2 separate regions of the Triticum aestivum genome follow, and region 2 is linked to region 1. The links are chromatin contacts, called in public Hi-C maps. All regions are on one chromosome and are shown on one strand. Each heading gives the region's core, a stretch centred on a gene start, on an enhancer-like site or on the middle of the called end of the contact. The rest is flanking DNA. Distances are from core to core; before and after follow the strand shown. Region 1 holds the start of LOC123119662 (probable protein phosphatase 2C 2). Region 2 holds the start of LOC123119663 (probable inactive purple acid phosphatase 1).

What was found. A called contact is a pair of places that touch in the nucleus more often than the background predicts.
Region 2: a contact with region 1 is called in a Hi-C map of leaf, with 7 times the contacts expected there. The contact joins the promoter of LOC123119663 here to the promoter of LOC123119662 in region 1. A contact is called at or near these places in 3 of 5 Hi-C or Micro-C datasets (all in leaf) and 1 of 1 datasets of contacts at active chromatin or transcription factors (leaf).

Annotation. Positions count from the first base shown.
Region 1 is chr5D:97,113,451-97,119,080 of IWGSC CS RefSeq v2.1, forward strand. It overlaps LOC123119662 (probable protein phosphatase 2C 2), which reads right to left and starts at 3,531. Exons shown (of 4, transcript XM_044539544.1): 1 at 2,957-3,531; 2 at 1,871-2,038; 3 at 1,550-1,785; 4 at 199-1,114. The coding sequence starts at 3,124. The coding sequence ends at 538.
Region 2 is chr5D:97,329,248-97,335,028 of IWGSC CS RefSeq v2.1, forward strand. It overlaps LOC123119663 (probable inactive purple acid phosphatase 1), which reads left to right and starts at 2,514. Exons shown (of 13, transcript XM_044539546.1): 1 at 2,514-2,762; 2 at 3,193-3,415; 3 at 3,494-3,585; 4 at 3,719-3,785; 5 at 3,913-4,035; 6 at 4,145-4,237; 7 at 4,399-4,528; 8 at 4,682-4,763; 9 at 4,851-4,983; 10 at 5,118-5,323; 11 at 5,408-5,533; 12 at 5,628-5,781. The coding sequence starts at 2,656.

The DNA.
Region 1 (5,630 bases), core at 2,281-4,780:
TTCTCAAAGCCATTGATACGTAGAATTAGTTTAAAACTTTCTTTTACCTAATACTCCCTCCGTAAATTAATATAAAAGCATTTAAAATACTAAAATAGTGATCTAAACGCTCTTATATTAGTTTACAAAGGAGTACTATAAAGCATCTGCACCTCATCAGGCTCAGGACAAAGATGAACTCCTCTTGGGCGCTTTGCCTGTACGTATGAACTCATTTCCTTCTGTATATATATATATATATTGCACTCCTATAGCTATTGCAAGTCAGAACTCCTGCCTAGAAAATAATCCTACCAATCTTGGAGGAGGTTTCTCACTGACATAAATCATCACTAACGAACTGATCACCGGTACATGAACCAATGGAGTATGTACACCAAATACTGCAGTAGTCAACACAAAATAAACAAAAAAAAAGGAAGAACTGCATCGAACAAACGACGGATGCCCTACAAAATTGCTGGCTGCGCAAGCGCAGCCGTACGAGGCATCTAACACCCGTCGGCACAATAACTCAATAAGCCCTACGGCAATCGTCTACTGATCAGACTCCAGCAGTCTCCTAAGGTTGCAAAGGGCCTCAGCAGACAGGCTCTTGCAAGATCTTATCCTCCTCGATGATGCCTCCTCCGAAGACCGCAGGCACCCGCCGAGCTCGGAGGCAAAGCAAATGACGATCACCGTGAGGTTGTCAAAGGTCTGGAGCCTCTTCGCCTCCATGGCGAGCTCCCTCGCGCACCTCTCGGGGTCATCGTGCCGCCGGAGCCCCTTTCGGACCAGGGTCACCGCCTGCTGGCTGGTCATGACGTCCCATATCCCGTCGCAGCCTATGATGAGGAACTCATCGTCCTCCGTGAGGATGGTCTGCTGGAACTCTGGCTCGGCGATGAGAGGTGACTGCGAGCCTTGAGGCATTTTCATGTCCCAATCCCCTAGAGCCCGAGTAACGGACAGTACTCCATTGAGGTAGCCATCCTCAATGTATCCCCCACACTCAGTGACCCTTTGACGCTCTGCTTCATATGTTGGCCTGTGATCACGGGACATCTCCATAGCCATGCCTTTCCTACATAGAACTGCTCGGCAATCCCCAGCATTTGCAACCAACAACTGCCTGCCAGAAAGGAAGAAGAGCAAAAGTTAGCATGCATATGCCAATACAATCATCTATACCAATATAAAAAGACCCAAATGGGCAGATCCAGACCATCTCGACCGTCAAATCATGTTATCTAGCGGTTCAAATCACTCCAATGTTGAGCACCAAACACGTTTAACGCTCTAATTACCCACCACTGCCATTCGTTATAAACACGTTTTGACTCAAGGCTATCCCTTGAAATCTGCCATGTAATTAGTATCCTACCATTCCCGCGAAAATGTAATTGATATCTTACCAAAGACCGACGTGCAACAGATATATCTTACCTAATATAACGTGCAACTAATATCCTACCTAATATAATCGTGCGTGGCACGTACATTATTACTAGTATCTATTGTATCACAGAGTGTATATGCAGAGGCTTTGACTGCATGCTCCTCTTACCTTCCAAAGATCAAAGCTGTAAGAGCTGTGGTTCCCGACGACCGGCTGATGACTGAATCGTCTGCAAGAGCAAGGTCTGCACTCAAGAACGCTTTGCGGATTGAGTTCGCGACAGATTCAGAAAAAAAATCATCTTCTTGTAATCCTTCTGGGAACTCTGAATCCTCGAAGAACAACCTCATGGCATGCCTTTTCATGTAGGCTGCTGCATCTGAACCTCCATGGCCATCAAAAACCTATTGACAAATAAAACAATTAGTTCAGATGGCGAGGGAGAATCATAGTATAGGTTAAATAGAAATGATGGAAGGCCGTGCATACCCCATAGAATGCATTAGGGGACGGGCACAGCAACAGTGAGCCAAGATGACCAGAAAGATTATCAATTCTGATATGTTCATCTTCCATGTAGCGCCTAGGTCCAATATCAGCGAAGCTGCCAGATCGAATCTTGGGGACAAACTGTAGCGTCTCCAAAGGCGTCTTAACCTGCATTGAGCAGACAACAATTAATATGCTGTAATGAACAGACATCATCCACTAAAAATATATGTGCGGAAAGGGTCACTTATACTGTTTGATCAAGACAAATTGGGTTGCTAACCATCGCATGGCAAATCATTCAAGTGTTCAGCGTCTAAATCAACTCTATTATATGGTTATGGAGATAACTAAACAAACATTTCAATGCTGAATTAATAAAAACAACTACTTATGCGTGTGGTATGGAGATAACTAAACAAACATTTCAGTGCTTAATTGATAAAACAACTACTTAGGCATCCAAACTTGTCCTTCCAAGTAAAAGCCGTAGCAAATCCCAAAAGCAGACGATTCAAGGTACTCCAAATAAGTTGGGGTAGCATAATTCTAATATGCCCAGCAGTGAAACAAGACACAGCAAATCATACCATCTTGCGTAGGCAAACAATCAATATGATCGCAAAACCATACCAGTACATAATTTGCGATAAGATTACCGCGCGCTAAACAGATCAACCCATTAATGATTCCACCATCCATTTGTAACCCCAATTTCCAAACTACCATCAACAGTTGATACATCGATGTTAGAAAACAGCAACAAGGAAGGCTTGCCCTTTAAATTCTTATATACACAAGTTAGTACCCTAGGCTAGAACCAATTCTACAGGAAAGGTCACTTAAACACCTGTTGGCATCGTAATTTCGCTACGCAATCAGACAAGAGAGGCGTTCCTGATTGATAATCTAAAGAATCGTATAACACCACAAAGAACACACGAGCGATCCCCGCCGAGAAGAACCTAGATTTACCACACCCAACTCGCCGGGTCAAAAGAACTCCTACCTAAAGATCAAAACGAACTGGAGAGGGGAGGGGGGGAAGCCGGCCGGGACCATCGCCGGCCAGGGTCAAGAACTCACCAGATCGGGCACCTCGAGGTCGACCTGCGATTGCGAATCGACCGGCAGCGGCGGCGACGACACCCCGACCCCGACGACGACCTCCTCGACCCCTCTGACGGGGCACCGGCGGAACGACGCCTCCAGCATCGGAACGACCTGATGCATGACCTCCGGCCCGGCAACCATACCTCCGCCTCACTAGTCAGATCAGATCCCTCCTCCCCAAACAACCTCCCGGATCCCTCGCGCGCCCTCCACTCGCCACAGAACTCCCCCGATCCGCACTCGCACCACAGAACAAGAATCCAACGACGATCGCCCGATTTTTCCTCGTGGGGCCTCACGATCCGAGAGACGCGATCTTGAACCTTTCCTGGACACGCTCGCTCACGCGCGGACTTTCCTGATCCGAAATGAGGGAGAGGGGGTGAAGGGACGAAACGGCGGAAATTAGGCGGACACGTTGCTATTTACGCGCGCGTGGTGGGATTGGAAGAGAATAAATCAACGGACGGCGGCGGCGGCGGCAACTTGTGGGGGACGGACGGGCGCGCGTCCGCTGCGAGCCGGTGCCCTAGGCGCAAGTGCGATGGTGGGCGTACCGGCACGCGTGCGTGGCGCACCCGCACCAGGCCGGCCTCGTTCTCGTCTCGGTTCACACTACTTTCGCCCGTCAACGAAACAATGATGCGTCTGCAGTGATCTCACACGGTCACACCTTGACAATTTGTTTTTGTTGACAAAACACACCTTGCCAACTTGTGAGGTTGGGAAATCTAACTCGCCAAAAAAAAAAACATTCCCTTGCCAACTTGTCAATGGGCATTTATATTTTTTTCGCAAGGGAATGGACATTTATCAGCAAGAGACAAAGAGGGGGTGGGGGAGGCAGGAGTGCGGCAAGCGCAGGTGACCATGTTATCGCGGTGAGTCGAGGCAAGCAGGGTGATGGTGGTCAGCTCCGTCGGAGGAGGACCTCCATACGATGGCAATGGAGGGGGTCGTCAGGGATGTCGCTTCTCGTCGAATTTCTCGAAAATGCCAAGGGACTCGGAGAGAAGGGAAGGAAGGAGAGTCGTGGGGTCGAGTAATTCGAGGGCTGCTCAACAGAGAGCTCAGCAAACATCCACTCGACCGCGACACACACACCTCGCTAGAGTCGAGAAAAGAGAGCGGCTCAAGAGCAATTGGCATGCAGAGGAGAATAAGGTTGCAAGAGGCAACGACCGAGTGGTGCCGATCATAGTCGGCCGATATTTGGGGAAGACAAGGTCGCAAGTGGCTGAGGTTCACGAGTGGTTTAGACAGTCAAATGGTGCCGATGGTGGGGCAGAGCAGGTCGCGGAAAGTCGATAACCACAAATTTAGGAACAAATGAGGCAGCGGGAAAAAAGGGGATAGAACCCTTTATACGAGCATCTGTGTGGGTACTCTGTTAATTAGAAAACAAAATAAATAAATAAACTTTATAGAAAAATGGCTTGAGATGCTCTAAGGGCATCTCCAAGGCATACCCGCAAACCACACGCATACACCCGGACCGCGGAAGCTATCTAATGCGGTCCTGTATCGGTACGCGGCGCGGTTCGGACATATTTTCTCCCGCAAACTGGAGATAAAAGTGGGGAGCTTTGCGGGAGTCCAGACACTAGACACGTAGGACTCCGACACCACGGGCTCACCCAAAACCCTCTCTGGACCCTGCACCCTCATCCTCCCCATTTTCTCTCCTTCCTTCTTTCTCTCTTTGCCTTCGCCACTGCTCCACCACCCCGGCCGCCACGCCACACCCCTGCCGGAACTCTACGCCTCCGTCACCTCCAGCATTCCAGCCGGGCTCCACCCCGCTTCTCCTCCGTCGTCGTTCAACCCGTGTCCTCCGATCGCCCCGCCAGGTACCATCCGCTACAGCTATACTCACCATGACCGGCAACTGTTTGATGAATTGCCGAAGCTAAAAACAGCTTTCCCTTCTTCTTTCTAGCAATGGATTCCGATTTGGAGTACATATTGTTGGAAATATGCCCTAGAGGCAATAATAAATGGTTATTATTATATTTCTTTGTTCATGGTAATTGTCTATTATTCATGCTATAATTGTATTGTCCGGAAATCGTGATACATGTGTGAATACATAGACCACAACCTGTCCCTAGTAAGCCTCTAGTTGACTAGCTCATTGATCAACAGATAGTCACGGTTTCCTGACTATGGACATTGGATGTCATTGATAACGGGATCACATCATTAGGAGAATGATGTGATGGACAAGACCCAATCCTAAGCATAGCATAAAAGATCATGTAGTTTCGTTTGCTAGAGCTTTTCCAATGTCAAGTATCTTTTCCTTAGACCATGAGATCGTGCAACTCCCGGATACCGTAGGAGTGCTTTGGGTGTGCCAAACGTCACAACGTAACTGGGTGACTATAAAGGTGCACTACGGGTATCTCCGAAAGTGTCTGTTGGGTTGGCACGGATCGAGACTGGGATTTGTCACTCCGTATGACGGAGAGGTATCTCTGGGCCCACTCGGTAATGCATCATCATAATGAGCTCAATGTGACTAAGGCGTTAGTCACGGGATCATGCATTGCGGTACGAGTAAAGAGACTTGCCGGTAACGAGATTGAACAAGGTATTGGGATACCGACGATCGAATCTCGGGCAAGTAACATACCGATTGACAAAG
Region 2 (5,781 bases), core at 1,264-3,763, 210 kb after region 1:
TGCTTTTAGAAACTAAAGTTAGGGGTTTTCCAGAATATTTATGAACGTTATGCATTTTTAAATTTTCTAAAATATTTATGATAAGTAAGGGGTTTGCTGGCTGCCCTGTCACATCTGTGAAACCACAGCCCAGTCACTGTCAAAACAACTTGCAGTGTCGCAAGGGATCAAATCTAGATGGTTTTGACATATTTGAGGGACAAACTTGTCAAGTATAGAGTTGACAAACCAGAATTTAAAAAGTTGTCGGACTAAAAATGTACCTTTTTCCTATCTAATATGCCAGTTCAGCACCCGAGCATTCAAACAGTTACTATGGACCGACTTTGCAGATGACTGTCTACATGTAATTAGGAATTACTAAAAAAGCTAAAGGGCCGACAGGCTGGTGATGAAAATGCAGTACACCTAAAACGTTTTTGCTTAAGTACCACACAAAGAAAGAAAATGAAGATCGCATGTGAAAGATTAAGCGTAAGTCGGCCCTTGTACTGACAGCGTAATGCATATATAACATGCAAGCAGCAAAAATTGACTTTCGAATCGTTACTGTCGCACACACTAGCAGTTCTTTAAGTGAATAGCAAGATTCTTTAGTCTGACTAACTTTAACCCAGTTGGACCACTGTCACCATACCTAAAACCTCATTGATAAAAGAATCCGATGTGCAAGCTTACAGATTACAATTATGTTTTGCGTGGATAAAAGTTGGATTTGGTAACTGATGAACAGACATCTCCTTAAACATCAGTAATTCATCAAGATCGGAATAGCAAAAACAGGAACCTCTAAGGCATAGACTAAGTCCTGGTCCAATGGTCACGGCCACAGCAGAAAGATCACTCTCGGACACATTTGCGTCATCGAGTGCTTTCTGAACAACCTGCAAGACAAGGACATAGAAGACAGTTAAAACAAACATATTAGAATTAAAAGTCATCCATCTTCTTAAAGGAATATGAACCTGATCAATTGCAAGAGCATGAGCTTCTTCAGCCATCTTAGGAGCGACACCACCCCATTTCACAAGCAAATCTGACTTCCAAACACACAACAGTACGATTAGCAACATTTAAAGGATACAACATTTGCCCAAAAAATCCTGATCTCAACAGAATTAGACATGAAACATCTGGAGAAATGCGAACTGAAATGCATTTCCTTACTTGGGAAGCAATCGCTTGGCTAAGGATCTCTCCATCGCCTCTAACCTGCAACAAACCAAAGCATCATAGAGCCAGGACCTAAGCATAAAACCTGGAAGGTTTGACCACAAATAGAAGCGACTGGAAAGGAAATGGTGCAGCGAATGACCATGCATACCACGGCTGCGGCAGTGTCGTCGCAACTGGTCTCGATGCCGAGCATGAGGAGATCCCGGCGGGTGGGGACAGCTGCACAGGCCATGGTGACGAGGGCGCGGGGAGTAGGAGAGGTTGATGGGGAAGAAGCTGACGCGAGGAGGCTGCGGAAAAGCGAATGGTGATAGCGGAAGGGTTTTGGTGGGGTTCGGAGGAGGAAGGCGGCGGCACGTGAAACTGGCGGCAATAAGGTCGGGAGAAGGGTGGACGCCATTTTTCCAGGCGGCGTTCCGGCGGGTGACCCAGCAGCCTCAGCTGGGAGCACAATCAAATGCATGAACCATGCTCACTGTCCATAAACATAAAAAATATCTCTCACAATTCATATACATACAAAACATTTCATACTCACTGTCCAACAATCAACAAATAGAACCAAACAACAGCAATGGGGTTCCTGTGTGCCTGTTATACCTCTGATTTTTGAGGGAGAGAAAGGGGGCTGCTAGCTTGTTATCTTGGCCGGCTTGGTGCCACCAGGAGAATCGCTCGGTGCTAGCTGCAGAGAGGAAGAGAGGGCGGGGGTCAGAGCCCGGCGCAGAGAAGTACAGAGGAGAGCCCTACTCCACGCCCAGTGTCTAAAACTGATATTCAATTCCGATCCAATGGCAACCCCCGGCCATAGCATAAGCCAACTGACCCCCGCGCTGGAGTTCGCCGCGGTCTGCCTCATTCACGGCCTGCCCGTCGCCGTCCCGGACCCAACCCTCACCGCACCGGCCTTCCGCCTCGCCATCTGCCAGTTCGCCTCCCGGCTCCCGCGCACCCCCCATCCCTCACCGTCCACTGACTGTCTCACTCCCCTCCCGCCCACCACCATCCCCTCGACGCGCGCCACCGCCGCTCACCTATCGCGACCCACCGGCCGCCGCCGTACCGTAGAGATAGAGAAAAGATTACAGAGGGAGGGAGAGAGGAGAGGGGCTGCACCTCGACGCGCGCCGCCGCTGCCTTCTCTGTCGGGGGGTGAGGATTGGGTAGCTTTCTGTTCCTGTGGGGAGGGTGAGAAAAGAAAAAGAAAAACGTTTCGCACCTCGGGAGGTGACTGGCCCGGGCGAGCTGGCCGTGGGCGGCCCAACCCAACAGCCAGCCGCTCGCTGCCACCGTCCTCCAGGCCGGCGTGTTCGCGTGCTCCGTCCGTCGGCGCCGCGCTCGCAGGCCAGGCCGAACAGAACGGTGTCGGGTCTGGAACATGAGCGGCGCGCGGGAGTACGCGCGAACGATGACCGTGGTGACTGTTCCCCTCCTCCGTCGCCCACCACCTGTTCGACCAAGGTCCATGCTGTGCTATGGATGCTTCTTGGCACATGTTCATGCGCTCCATGGCTGCGAACAACCGCTGTCCAAGACTGTGAGAGTGCCACGTCCACGCCACGGTTCTTGCTCTCAATGTTTGCCTGGTAATTTGATCAAGAAGCATTTATCTCTAATACAATTAATCTTTACCGATTGATCTTTTCTCCACGTCTGTCCAGTTAATCTTTATCAATACTACTCCCTCTATAAAGAAATATAAGAGTGTTTAGATCACTACTGACACGGACATCCCTAGTAAAGGGAGGAGAAAAAATGCTGACACTGACAGAGTCAGTCAACTATTACGGTCTTTCTTGACGCCATTTTTCTATGCCATTATGTTTTCTTGGGAGCATCGAATAGTATCCTATGTCTACACGCCCACCTCAATGATTGGCTATATATTTGTCCATCCCTTCATCCAATCCTGCACACTTGGTCACTCGACGCAGTTGCACTGTGCACGCATATCATTAAGTTGCTGTCTTTCCTTGGTACTCCTTTTCCTTCTCCTGAAATGGTTCGAAATTGCAGGTCTTATGCTTCCTTCTGTACTTCTTGGAGTGCTGTCTTACCTGGGAGTTTCAGGCTTCTGGAGGAGATGAGGCTGTGGTTGGTGGTCATATGGTTGTTCGTTTGTGCGGCGGCTCTTCCGGGCGGCGAGCAGCCGCTGTCGAGGATCGCAATCGAGAATACGACCCTCGCCATCGATGACTCCGTACATATAAAGGCGTCCCCATTGGTTCTTGGGCTCAAGGTTAGTATGCCCCAGTTCTCACCACTCTTGTCTAGCTTGCTCAACAGTTGCACAGTGATGTGATGCCATCCTCTGCAGGGTGAGAACAGCGAGTGGGTAGAGGTAGAGTTCTTCCATCCAAATCCCTCTGATGACGACTGGATTGGCGTGTTTTCTCCTGCAAATTTCAGGTAACAATATCGGTATATCTGCACGGAGGCAGATCTATTGTGACATGAATTCAATCCACCTAGTCATTCTTTGATGCACCAATAAGATCTTACGTATTATTTGATTTGTTGTTTCTTTTTTGAAAAAAAATAGTGGTGCGATCTGCGATCCTGAAAATGAGTGGCAACAACCTCCGGTGCTATGCACAGCACCTATCAAGGTTGGCATTATTTTTCCTGTTCAATTGGGCTAATTGAGCTTCAGATATATAGTTCTATGCCAGGATTCAGACTCCGGGACACTTTCATTTCGGACATTAACCTTTCTCTTTCCTATCTTCATTGCAGTACCAATTTGCAAAGTTCAAGAATGATGGATATAATAGGTCTGGGAAGGGAAACTTGAAGCTTCAATTGATCAACCAGAGGGAAGACTTCTCTTTTGCACTATTCTCCGGTGGTCTGTTGAAGGCAAGGCTATACTTTGTTACCTCAACTTCTCTGCATAATAACAACTCTGCTCTAACAAAAAATATACTTGTCATATTCCTGAGACTGAAAATGTCCACTCCTGTAACAGCCCAAGCTCATTGCTGTCTCAAACATGGTCACCTTTGCAAACCCAAAGGCACCTGTCTACCCACGTTTGGCACAAGGGAAGTCTTGGGATGAAGTAAGCTTACCTATAAATTCACCATTGAGAGGACCGTTTTAAATTGTGTGTCTTTTTCACAAGAATATGCATCGTATTATTCTTCTCAATTCAGCATTGAACTAGCTATACAATAGTACTGTCTTCAGTTGTCTAAGGTAACTGTACTAGTACTATTGTAGATGACAATCACCTGGACAAGTGGATACAATATAAAAGAAGCAGTTCCTTTTGTTGAATGGGGTGCAAAAGGCGGGCCTCGGTTTCTTTCCCCAGCCGGAACATTATCATTCAACAGAAATAGCATGTGCGGTATGTCACTATTTGCCTATTCTTCTTAAGAGATGAGACGATCGTAGTTCAGAATTTACACCGTCAACATAACTGAGAATCTGCTCATAGGTTTTCTTAGATCATTTGTTTTTGTTTTGAATCAAACACCTGACTTCTAATCTGCACATGTAGGAGCACCTGCTCGAACGGTTGGTTGGCGCCATCCAGGTTACATTCATACTAGTTTCTTGAAGGATCTGTGGCCAGACTCCAAGTGTGTTGTCTATCTTGTCTCTTTAACCTGTTTTGAAATTGTGATGCATCCAGCTACTAAGAAATGGTTACTTAATTTTTTTTTCAGGTATACCTACAGGCTTGGCCATAGGTTACCAAATGGTACCCAGGTCTGGAGCAAGATATATAGCTTTAAAGCATCACCTTATCCTGGACAGGATTCCTTGCAACAAATTGTCATATTTGGAGATATGGGAAAGGTATGTTATGTTACCTGTCCATCTTGGTTTTATTTCATATTTTTCTTGTAACAACTAGACATTTTCCAGTTACGGTGATTCTCTTTCTGAATCAGAATTACAGTGATTTTTTGTGCTCGCATTTTTTCCTTCAGGCAGAGGCAGATGGTTCCAATGAGTTCAATGACTTCCAACCTGGCTCACTGAACACTACTAACCAGATCATTAGAGACCTAAAAAACATTGACATGGTGCTTCACATTGGGGACATTTGCTACGCCAATGGCTACTTGTCTCAGTGGGATCAGTTCACCTCACAGATTGAACCAATTGCATCGACTGTACCATACATGATTGGCAGGTTAGTTTAGTATATCATTTCAGAACTTCCTCTGGTATCAAAATGTGTTACTGTTTCATAAATACAAGAAGGGCATTTCTGCAGTGGTAACCATGAAAGAGACTGGCCCGGGACTGGATCTTTCTATGGAAATCTTGACTCAGGTGGAGAATGTGGTGTTCCTGCGCAAACTGTATTCTATACTCCTGCTGAGAACCGTGCAAAATTCTGGTAAATGCTGTGACTCAGTGAGGCCATAACTCGTCCTTTTAAGATATACAGTACAATCCTTGAAATTTACTGACAGACAGCTATCCTTCTTCAGGTATGCGACAGATTATGGCATGTTCAGGTTCTGCATTGCTAACACAGAAGAAGACTGGAGGCCAGGGACCGAGCAGTACAAGTTCATTGAGCAATGCCTGTCGTCCGTCGACAGGCAGAAGCAGCCCTGGCTCATCTTTCTGGCCCACCGTGTT